Regions from separate parts of the Mus musculus genome. Here region 2 is linked to region 1. A link is a contact called in public Hi-C data. All regions are on one chromosome and are shown on one strand. The core of a region is the stretch at or near the end of the contact, and the rest is flanking DNA. Distances in the headings are between cores, read along the strand shown.

Evidence for each region. Hi-C and Micro-C count contacts between places; a contact is called where the count stands out from the background.
Region 2: a contact with region 1 is called in a Hi-C map of liver, with 6 times the contacts expected there. The contact joins the enhancer-like site here to the promoter of Pxylp1 in region 1. A contact is called at or near these places in 3 of 484 Hi-C or Micro-C datasets (CD8 T cells, embryonic stem cells and liver), 2 of 115 datasets of contacts at active chromatin or transcription factors (both in embryonic stem cells) and 2 of 9 other capture datasets (adipose tissue and pancreatic islet).

Annotation. Positions count from the first base shown.
Region 1 is chr9:96,887,252-96,892,408 of GRCm38.p6, reverse strand. It overlaps Pxylp1 (2-phosphoxylose phosphatase 1), which reads left to right and starts at 2,935. Exons shown (of 6, transcript NM_001289647.1): 1 at 2,935-3,050.
Region 2 is chr9:96,963,892-96,969,048 of GRCm38.p6, reverse strand. The region is part of intron 2 of Spsb4 (splA/ryanodine receptor domain and SOCS box containing 4); the gene reads left to right. Among named protein-coding and RNA genes, the nearest start is that of Gm16010, 48 kb to the left of the region's middle. Within about 2 kb of position 2,333, at least 12 of the 459 cell types and tissues checked have an H3K27ac peak or open chromatin away from gene starts, as enhancers often do. A contact at or near this core is called in liver, where this site is marked.

The DNA.
Region 1 (5,157 bases), core at 1,686-4,185:
CTAGCTATCACCAAAGAAAACCAAACCCACGGTGAAGAGAATTTGGAAATAATATTGTCCATCTGAATATGGTGGTAGGCAGCACAGAAATATTTTGTGGTGTCAATAGATTTGGCAGTAAGGCGGAATTGTGAGCAATTCAGGTCTTTGCAATGTAGAAACTGGTTCAAATAACGCAACCTGTTTTTCTCCCTAGGAAGACCGTTGGCATGGCGGTTTGTTAACTCAGACTAGGCACCCTGTGGCAATGTGGCCCTGTAAGAAGGGAGGGGACAGGGAGCAGGTTTTGTAAGTCCCCAGACAAAGGAGGCTGTGCAAATATTTGCAGGCTTTTTGCTCCAGGGGTGAGATGGCCTTGAAGGTGTTCATCCGCTGATGGCTACTCCAGTCCAACTAGGGATGCTGGGGCAATGTGGCAGCGTGTGCTGCCTAGTAGACTATTCAAGACTTGGTGCTGCCCAATGTTTTTAGAGGACAGGTGGGCTCAGCTTTCATTCAATAAATGGTGGGTGTTTTCCTGTAGCAAACAGTTCAAGGGGGAGGGTGTGAGTCCTGGCACCGTGCTAGTTCTCTGTTTTATGGTCATCCAGGGGCACAGTTCGCTGCTCTAGCAAATGAGTAATGAAGGTGACAGGCACTGTTTTCAGGAGCGTGTGACACTGTGCTGGGTTGGGGGCTTGTCCTAGTCAGGACTCTCTTGGTTGCCAGGGCCAGAGAAATAGAATTTTTATTTCACTTGGAGGATAGTAGGGGATAACTTGGATCATGTATTTGGATAACCAGTATTATGTTGGTATCTGGCATGAGAGAAATCTGCTCCCGCTTCCTGCTTGAGGATATCTGGGAGCTACACTCGTTGGCACTGCCTCCCCAGCCATTAGCCAAGTGGCTCCAGCTGCCTCAGACAGATACCCTATTTTATCACTGCAGAGGGAGGCTTGCCATTCTCCCCTGTAGGAACCTCTCCTTTTCCCTTCCCTGGAAACCCTTCAACCCTTAAAGACCCTCAGGAAAGGAGGTGGAATGCTTTCTCCAGAGTGGGAAAAATGTCGAAGTGTTCAGGGAATAGAGGTTGAAGGAAAGAGGGAAAGATGATCGTGGTATCCGGTATTAACCTGGATTGTAGGAAGGTGCAACGATGGAAACTCTAAGTGCCGCGTGGAGGAAGATTCAGGCAGAGGAGACCTGTTCCCACTTCCAGAAGAATAGTGGAGAATACCCCAGTCGAGTGGGATAGTGGCAAATTTTTGTAGAGAAATGATGCCCGAGTCACCTTTCATCCTCTTGTGGTCATGTTGAACCTAAGACTGTCTACATATCCCATGGGAAGGGTAAGTAAGTAGCCAAGAAAGGGAACATACGCCTATGGGTTACAGAAGATGTGGCACAGACCCACAAGGGCTCCATCCAGAACAAAATCAGGCCTGGGTAGTTTGCAGAGAGAGGCTGGGTTTGTGGTGGAGGCAGAGTTGCGAGCCTGCGTCGGCTGGAGACTCCCGTGTTCCTGAAAGGGTAGTAGACTTGAGAGAAAGCAAAGCTGAGCATCTGGGGTCAAGTTCCAGGCCTGAAGCTGACAAGCCCTGCCCTAACCCCCTTTTCTGATGTATGTATGTATGTATGTATGTATGTATGTATGTATGTATGTATGTATGTATTTTGCTTTGGGCTAGTGTGGATGGAGTTGTCTGTCATCTGCAGCCTGTGTGACTTGTGAAGGAGTGGAACTTGGAATTAGAGCAGAACTGTCAAGAGTCCGTGGCGAGAAGGAAGAGTCTGTGTTGGATAGGATGCCTGGACTGTGGTGGTCCTTGAGGGCCAGCCCAAGTAGGAATTTAACGGGGAGTGAGATTTCATGCTCACGTATTGGAGAAAGCTGTCGCTAGTACTGAAGGGATAAGCAGGCTGAAGGTGGTGTTGAGCCTGGGTAATTGGGTGAGAGGGATAGTAACTAGTGTCCTCAGGCAAGTGCCAGCTGGCCATCAAGGCATTGAACAGAGAAGGCATTCCAGATGGCTGGACCATGGGGGTAAATGGAATGCAGGCTAGGGAAGTAGAATCTAGCTGATTTGAGGGGAGAAATTGGAGGTAAAAATATGGATAAAATATAAAGTGTTTTGATTTAGTCACTATCGAATGAGTTAGGGAAAATCAAGTGATGCGCTACCCTCAAAACCGCACCTCTTTTGCAGTTGAGAGAGGCACAAGGGTGTCACTGTAGTCCCAGAACTGACAACAAAGGCAATCTCACAATTGTGGTTGGTGAGATCCTTTTTTACAGCATTTGAAACAACAACAACAAAAGACCCACAAACACAGCTTTATAGAACGAGTGCTGCGCGGGTCTTTGGCTGGCAGCCCTGGGGTCATGCAGAAACGCCCCCGTGACACAGCCACGACCTCTCAAGGGTGGATGCCTGCAGGCCTTTAGGGACAAAACTACTGCCAGGTCTAGAGTAGACACAGGCCGGATGTGGCCCGCGCCGGAAGAGAAGCGCGGGACAGGCGCTTGGGTGGAGGTGGCACGGTGGCTAGGATATGCCAGTTTTGAGTCCACGAGGCACCGCAGGACCCACATCCGCAGCTAGATCCGCGGCGCGGAGTTAGGCACGCAGTCACAAAGCACCCTAGCCAAGGCTGGGACGGGTCCAGGGCAGTGTCCTGGGGCCATGGCACCCTCCCGGGTCCTAAGTCCGGCATAGGGAGGAGCATAGGCCCTGTGCGCTCCGAGTGCGCGCGCTTTCCCGGACCCGGACGGCGCGACCGGAGCCTGTCTGGATGACTGTTTGGACACTCCAGGCCATGTGTGCCTCCAAGGCCCGGGATGCGGGTCGCCGCAGCCTGCTGGTCCCGCACGGCCGCCTGCGGGGCGGAGCTCCAGGGCGCCCTGAGCGCGTCGGGCCGGGCAGGGACCCGGCGGTCCCGGTAGGGGGCGCTGCGGAACCCCGAGTTTGGCGGCCTGCGCGCGCCACCGCCGCCTGCACTCCCGCCAGGAGGAGCTGGCTGCGGGTGGAGATCCCTACGCACAGCGACGGAGGCCGGGACCGTAGGCGGTGAGTGTGGTGCGCGCCGGGTCCCAGCGGTTGTGAGGCTTCTCGCAAGGCGGGCTTGTGTCTAGGGTCTTGGGGGGCGACCCCGGAGAGGTGTCCGCGATGCCAAGATCCGGAGGCAGGGGCGGGCTTCCAAGCAGCGGGTGTGAGCCCTGCCACCAAGCTCTTTCCCTTATCTACGCGCTCCCCAGTTGCCACCTCTCCCCATACCCTCCCCGCGTTGGAGAGGGGTCCCTGCCCTCCGATCCGTCTCCCCTTTCTCAGCCCTGCACCCTAGAAGCCTGCCCGCACACCCCCTTTTCTCCCTCAAGCCCTCCCACGCCTACCTCCTCCTGGTTGCCTGCCGCTCGCCTCTCCCTCCCAGCTCTGCTCCTACGGTCCCCGCCGCCACCCCAGCGGGGTCCCATTCTGCCTAGGCGCTCCTGCTGAACGACTCAGCGGGAATCTGAGCTCCGGGGTCCCCCTTCTCCCGGCTGTCCCATAGCTGCAGTGTCCAGGTAAAAAGGGGCTGCAACTTCAGGGCCTGCCCCGGGGGTGGGGCTGGTGCTTCGCCAGCTACCTGCTGCCTGCGGCGCAGGAACCCTGGGCCCAGCCCAGGGCCACTTCACGCGTGCAGGTTATGCTTGCTCAGTGTTCTGTTTAGGACAGTGTGGTTACTTCTTTGCTTGCTTTTGCTTGGTGAACTTGGATAGGTTGCGATTTCTTAAAAAGAAGCCGGCTTTGCTACCCACAAATATGGAGCAGGTTTTCTTTGCTGCTGTGACTGGCTGTCAGTAGTACCTGTGGATCGGGGAAGATTTAGCTATGCTGGGGAAATGGAGCCACATCCCCACTCTCTCACCACAGCTCTGGGAACGTAACTGTCCCCTCTAGGGTGGGCCCGTGTCTTTGTGGAAAGGCAAGGATGCTTCCTAAACATTCAACAGGTAAAAACCAGTTAGGAATCTGGATCAGATCTGGTGTGGATAGGGAAATGTGGGATGAGTGAGTGATCAAGGAGGGGCTCTGGGAGAGTTCCATGGCTTAGGGACATTTGTTGCTCTTTGCGGCAAGTCCCAGGCTGGACCCTGACTATGGACTAGACAGTGATGAGCCCAGCCTACCCTCTGGAACTGTCGGTCGGGCTTGGCACCAGCCCCCTCCTCAGAGGTGTTGGTGCCCTGTGGTGACATCTGTGGGAAGAGGATTTAAAGCAGATGGCTTGGAAAGCCTCATGGTCCCCGGAGAGAAGTGGAGATGGCATGGTGACAGCCCAGCGTGTGCGTTCACCCCTTCCCTTCTGGGGTCTTTCATTAAATCTTAGATTAAATTAATTGCCTAGTCAGAGAAAGAACATATAAAGGGTATTTCTCTTTTAGGATTGGCTCTGGGCCAGCCTGCCCTCACAGATACCTTGGGAGGCTGCAGATGGGAACCCGTGGCAGCGTGGACCGCCTGGAGCACAGCACTCTGGGCTGTAGGACTGCCCTGTCTCTGTGGTTTCTCTTTGATGGCTCTGGTAGTGATTAGTTCAATATTCCTTTTCTATTGAATAGATAAGTAATTAGCCAAGAACACAGTGGGGCTCAGTAGGGCCCTTCTGAGTGTTCTCAATTTCCTGTATGAATCTTCCTGTCCTCACAGTGATAGGCTGCTCTCAGGAGTCCTTCTGGCTAGGATTGAATACCTGCAGGGCTGGGGTGACCTTTAGGACCTGGCCAGGTGCCCCTGCCTGTTACTCAATGTTTATTTAAAAACAAAAACAAAAACAAAAACAAAGCAAACTTCATGTATCTGTCTTGAGCCCACAACCCATGCCTTCCACTGGGCTGTAGTATTTTCAAAATATCTCTCAATCCAACAGATCTGAATATACATATATATAAATGTTAAAGTCTCTCCTGCTGGAGACAAGTTCTCTGTCTGGTAAGACGGGGTGTGAAGGGGAAGAGACGGGATAGAACGTTCAATTTCGAGGTCAGGCTCTGACAGCTGGACCTGTCCCTCAGTGGAGATTCCAGACTTTTACAGAACGAAACAGTTCTCTTCACCCTAGAGATAGGAATGGGAGGATAATGGGAGTTCTGGGGAGGCCTCAAGGCTGCCTACTGAGAGGCGAAAAGTCCACCAA
Region 2 (5,157 bases), core at 1,084-3,583, 77 kb before region 1:
TCCTGAGCACGTCACATACATGACCCTTATGAAATCCTCATAATACATAAAACAAAAACAGACGCAGGGCAGATACCAGAGATGTCAGGTCATGGGAGCTGGCCTCAGGTCCATTCTTTCTCATTAGACTATTTTCTTACCAGTCGCCTTAGTTACTATTGCTATGAAGAGTCACTATGACCAAGGCAATGTCTAAAAAGATGCATTTAACTGGAGACTTGCTTATAGTTTCAGAGGGCTAATCTCTGATCATCGTGGCGGGAAGCATGACAGCTGGCAGGCATGGCACTGGAGAGGTAGCTGAGAGCTTCTATCCCATTCATAAACAGCAGACTGAGTCTGGACTGGGCTTTTGAAACCTCAGACCCCACCCCCAGTGACACACCTCCTCTAACAAGGCTGACATCCTAACTCTTCCTGAACAGTCTGCCAACTGGGAACCAAACATTCAAATATATGAGCCCATGGGGGTTATTTTCATGCAAACTACCACATCAGCCAATAGATATTTACTAATTTGTGTTGAAAGGCCAAGTCTCATTGGTGGGTCTGTCCAGTCCTGTCCTGAGCTCAGTACTAAATGGCTTTAATTACTGTAATGCCATGATTATATGTGTCAAGAGCTGGCAGGGCCACACCCAAGTCATTTCTCAGAGCATTGTTTTCCGTTCCTTCTTTTGTATTTACTTTTCCAGATAAATTTTAATCAGTTATGGTTAAGGTCTCCAGAAGTCCTGTTGGTATTCTGAGCTCACACTGTGTTTAGACATTATCCTTGGGCAGGGGTAGGGGGGTAGTTGACGTATCCAGTCATTGAACACGCCCATCCAAACATAAAATACACCACTTCTTTCAAGCTCTCAGTTTTGGCCTTCAGCCTGTCTACATTGTTACTCTTATGAGTCTTAGTCAATTCTTGTCCTTATAATAGTCTTCTTATAGTCAATTCTTGTCCTGCTTATCCCTAGGTGGTTCATCTTTGTGTTTTTATTGCGAAAAGATTCCTACTTTCTGTTATACTTCTTAAACTGTTGTTTATCTCGGAAGGAAGCAGATCCTACCAGTCAGTAATGAACTGCCTCTCTGAGTTCTTATTCCCTTAGTTAAGCTCTCTTGGAGTTCTCTAGGGTGGTCCAGGCATACTGTTGTATTGCCTATAGATAATGACAGTTTGTCTCCCTCCTCTTACCTAACTGCTTAGATACCAGAACTAGATAATGGTAGTGTTTGTAGAAATCATATTGGGTTTTGATGACTAATAGGTCACTATTTGGTTGTACTGTAACTTCAGTGTCCTGTACTTTGTACACTGAGGTCATTGCTGACTTGCCTCTTTAGAAATAACATTGCACAGAATGCTTTTCTTGCACTCGTTCCAACCACTGAATTCATTTCTGCATGGTAAGTTCCCTAGAAGTAAAAGATACTAAGCCAAAGACAGTCAACTGTCTTGAGATTGTCAGTACTGAATGCTACCTGATATTCCAGAAAAGATTTCTCTGTCCTCTAATCTAAAGTATGCACTTCCTAGCATCTGATGGCAGTTCGTCTCCTGCAGAATCTCAGGACTGGGGAACACTTCCTTAGAGGAGAATTTATAACCCATGAAGTTCACTTACTTGTATTGCTGGAACAGGGTTTTATCGTGAACTTAGATTTAGCAAAGAACAAGACTTGGCATCAGAGCTGGCTCAAGTCTAGTTCCCTGATTTCACTTGAGCTGAGGTCTAAAACACATTGCCCTGGTCAGCCTCCTTCCAAGAGTCTCCTTCTGTCGGGGACAGGTGTGAACTACACGTGATCAGACATGTACCCAGCATTGTCTTAGATAGCCCAGGCTCAAGAAGCCACCATCTGCGGCAGCGGCTGTGCTGACCACATGCAGTGGCTCCTATGGCCACCTCTGAGCTGTACTCATGTCTCCCTCTTTCCTTCATGATTTCCCAGGAAGTAAGTATCTTATGAACCTAGCCCATGCTTCCAGGATGACTTCTTCTCCCTCATAACCCTCATCAGCTCTTGCTTCACATAGGCAGAGGGGCTGTGAACTGAAGTCCTTCAAGACCTTACTCAGATTGTAGTTGTAGTGAATCAAGATGAGATCACTTGGGAGGCATTAATTTCTGTGACTGGTATTCTCAGGAGACAGGGAAATGCACATGGGCAATCATAGGAACATGAAGGCATAGGCCAGAGACCAGCAGGTTGCGTACATCAGTCACACTAAACATATACAGTTGGCGAGCCACTGGAAGCTAGGGACTAGGCACAGCAGAGTCTCCCTCACAGCCTTAGAAGATGGTGACCCTGGCCATGCCTTGACTTTAACCTTTGAGCCTCCAGAGCTGTGACAACACATCTCCGTTGTTTAATATTTAATGTTTCTGTGCACCGACCTGTGACATTCTTTGGCACCATCAGGAAACCAGCCCGTGGGTTTATGTGTAACCTCTCTAAGCAAAGGGGCCAGGTGCATGAGCGAGATGGCCGGAGTAGTAGGTGAGTCTCAGGGTGGGGTGGAGATGAAAAGGGAAGGGAGTCTCTGGACTGAGTCCCTCAAGTTCTGGGGTCTGGTAGCCCTGGGTGTGGCCAGTGCCTAGGAGATGAGGGGAAAGAACCCTGGGCACTCATGGCACTTGGAGAGCAACCACATAGCGGCCTGCTACTGAACGCATGGTGTAAACCCAACAGAGAGTCCCAATGAAGTGGTCAGGACCCCACAAAGGAGCTGCTGCTCTGCTAAGCTAAACAAGGGGTAGAGAGTACCTTCCTCTAAGGCCTGTAGCTATAATGGCTTGCTGTAAGTCAAGGGCACTGACTCAGAGAAACACTACCCGGAAGTATATGAAAGGGCAGTGAAACCCAATAGCCCAGACCTTTGGAGATGGCTACATCCCCTACTGGCTGTTCGATAATTCCCAGGGCCAAGCAACCCAAGGGGTCATCCTTCCTTGGTTCTCCTCTGCATTCTAGGCCCTTAGTCTGGCGAGATTGGGGAAATTTTGACCAAAAATAATCCAAGGAACTTGTCTTCCTAAACACATGTGCACTTTTAGATTTGGGGATACCAGCCTGACCTCATTCATTCTGTAGCTGTGACAAAGGCTTGAGAGTCCACCTGTCTATCTGGGCCATGTTAATTCTGGAACCCCAGACAAATTTCTCAGCCATCCCAGACCCCTGTCTCAGTTCTAAAGTGGAAATAACAACCCACACTTACTATAGTTATCTGAGGTGCAAATAGCATAACAGGTAGACTACCAGCACAGGGCTAGCGACCTCAGGAGGTGATCCCTGCTAAGGACTCTTGGAGTAACTCACTTGCTATTTCTCCTAAGTGATGGACACATCAGCTCTTCCCACCATCTGAATATTTTCTACCTTTCTAAAAAAGCTAGACAGCTAGCCTCTTGCTAAACACAAACTATGTCAATAGTGCATTGTGGGCCTTAAATCAGTCCTCATGGCCCTCCACTATTCATTCCCACTACCTGCTGTGGCTCACTGGAGACACTTCAGGGTCTCCCTCATGCTTAGAAGGACGCTTGCCATTTCACCCCTGAGTCCTGGGATCCACAGATAATCCTCCAGACATGTCAGCCAGGCAGCGGAGCACCTGGGGCTCTCGTGTGGCTTATCTGCCATTCCAGCTCCTCCTGCTCCCACGTGACTCATTCATTCCTTCATCAAACGGCAAGCAGTGGGCAAGGAATGTGTAATAGTTTGAATGAGATGTTGTCTCCCACCCCCAACACCCCAAGTCTCAGGCACTTGGTCTTCAGTTAGTGGCTATGTTTGGGAAGGCTTAGGAGGCATGGCCTTGTTGGAGGAAGTATGCCACTGGAGGTGGGCTTTGCCCAGTGTCTCTGCTTCCTGCTTGCAGTTCAAGCTGTGAGCTCTGGTGGTTAAGGGCACTGGCTGCTCTTCCAGAGGTCCTGATCCAATTCCCAGCACCCACATGGTGGTTCATGACCACCTATCTATAAAGAGATCTGATGCCCTCTTCTGGCATGCTGGTATATATGCAGCAGAGCTCTCATATACATTAAATAAATTAAATTTTTAAAAAATCTGTGAGCTCTAAGCTTACTGTTCTAGTTGCCATTGTTTCCTGCCATGCTTTTCCACCATAGTGGTGATGGGCTCCTGTCCTATCCCTCAGGGACTGTAAGCCCCAAATAAACCCTCCCTTCCTTAAGTTGTCTTGGTCATGGTCTTTTATCACAGAAATAGGAAAGTGGCTAATGCAAAAGGTGTGTCTGGGTAGAAAGACCAAGGGATCAGGGTTCAGACAGGGCTTGAGAACAGGTAGCAGGTTGGAGTGGCCCAGACAAGTGAAAGGCACAGTCACTGCCTGCCAAAGTGCACTTCACTGAGTGTATGCTTCATGCTGGCTCCTGTGATGATGCACGCGACAGAGAGAGGGGATGCCAGCCAAGGAAGACACCTAGCAGGGAGGACAAATAGCCCAAGCAATTGCAGAAAATATCATGTAGTTACTTCTATGGTGATAGCATATAGGAGAAATTGTGGTCCAGAAGAGGAGTATAACAGGAGCCTGGTCTGTCCTGGGGATCATGGAAGGCTAACAGAGGGACCTTGTGAGATACAGAGGCAGATTTACCTAGTAAGAGTCTGTTAAATGGGATGGGGAGAGACAAATTATTCACATTAGAAAGATGAGCTTGGGCAAAGGCCCTGAGGTAAGATTACAGGGCTGAGGCGGTGGCGGTGGGTGGCATGCAGGGAGAATGGTGGGAAGCAAGGCCGTGGAGACAAGCATTGCTCCCTGAATGCCAAAGCCAGCGTACAAGAAGTAAAACCTTCAACTTGGAAGAGTTTTCAATGAGGATACTTCAGGGGAAGAGTGGAATTGTATTCATTATTACTGCCCAGGACCAGGCACGGCACCTCCGAATGCCTTGCGGTCAGAATGGCTGCACAAGGACAGCGTCACCAAGGAGAGTTTAGACAGCCACAGCTCATCCTTGTCCCTGCTGGCTGGACTCCAGGGTTCCCCTAATCCTCCTGCCCAAAGCCCCTGTATCCCGTCAGCCTGTGCTCAATGCTAGCTCCTCAACTGGAACTGTGACATGGAAGGAGGATTCCATCTCAGCCTATATCAGATCAAAACAAAACAAAACAAAACAACAAGCC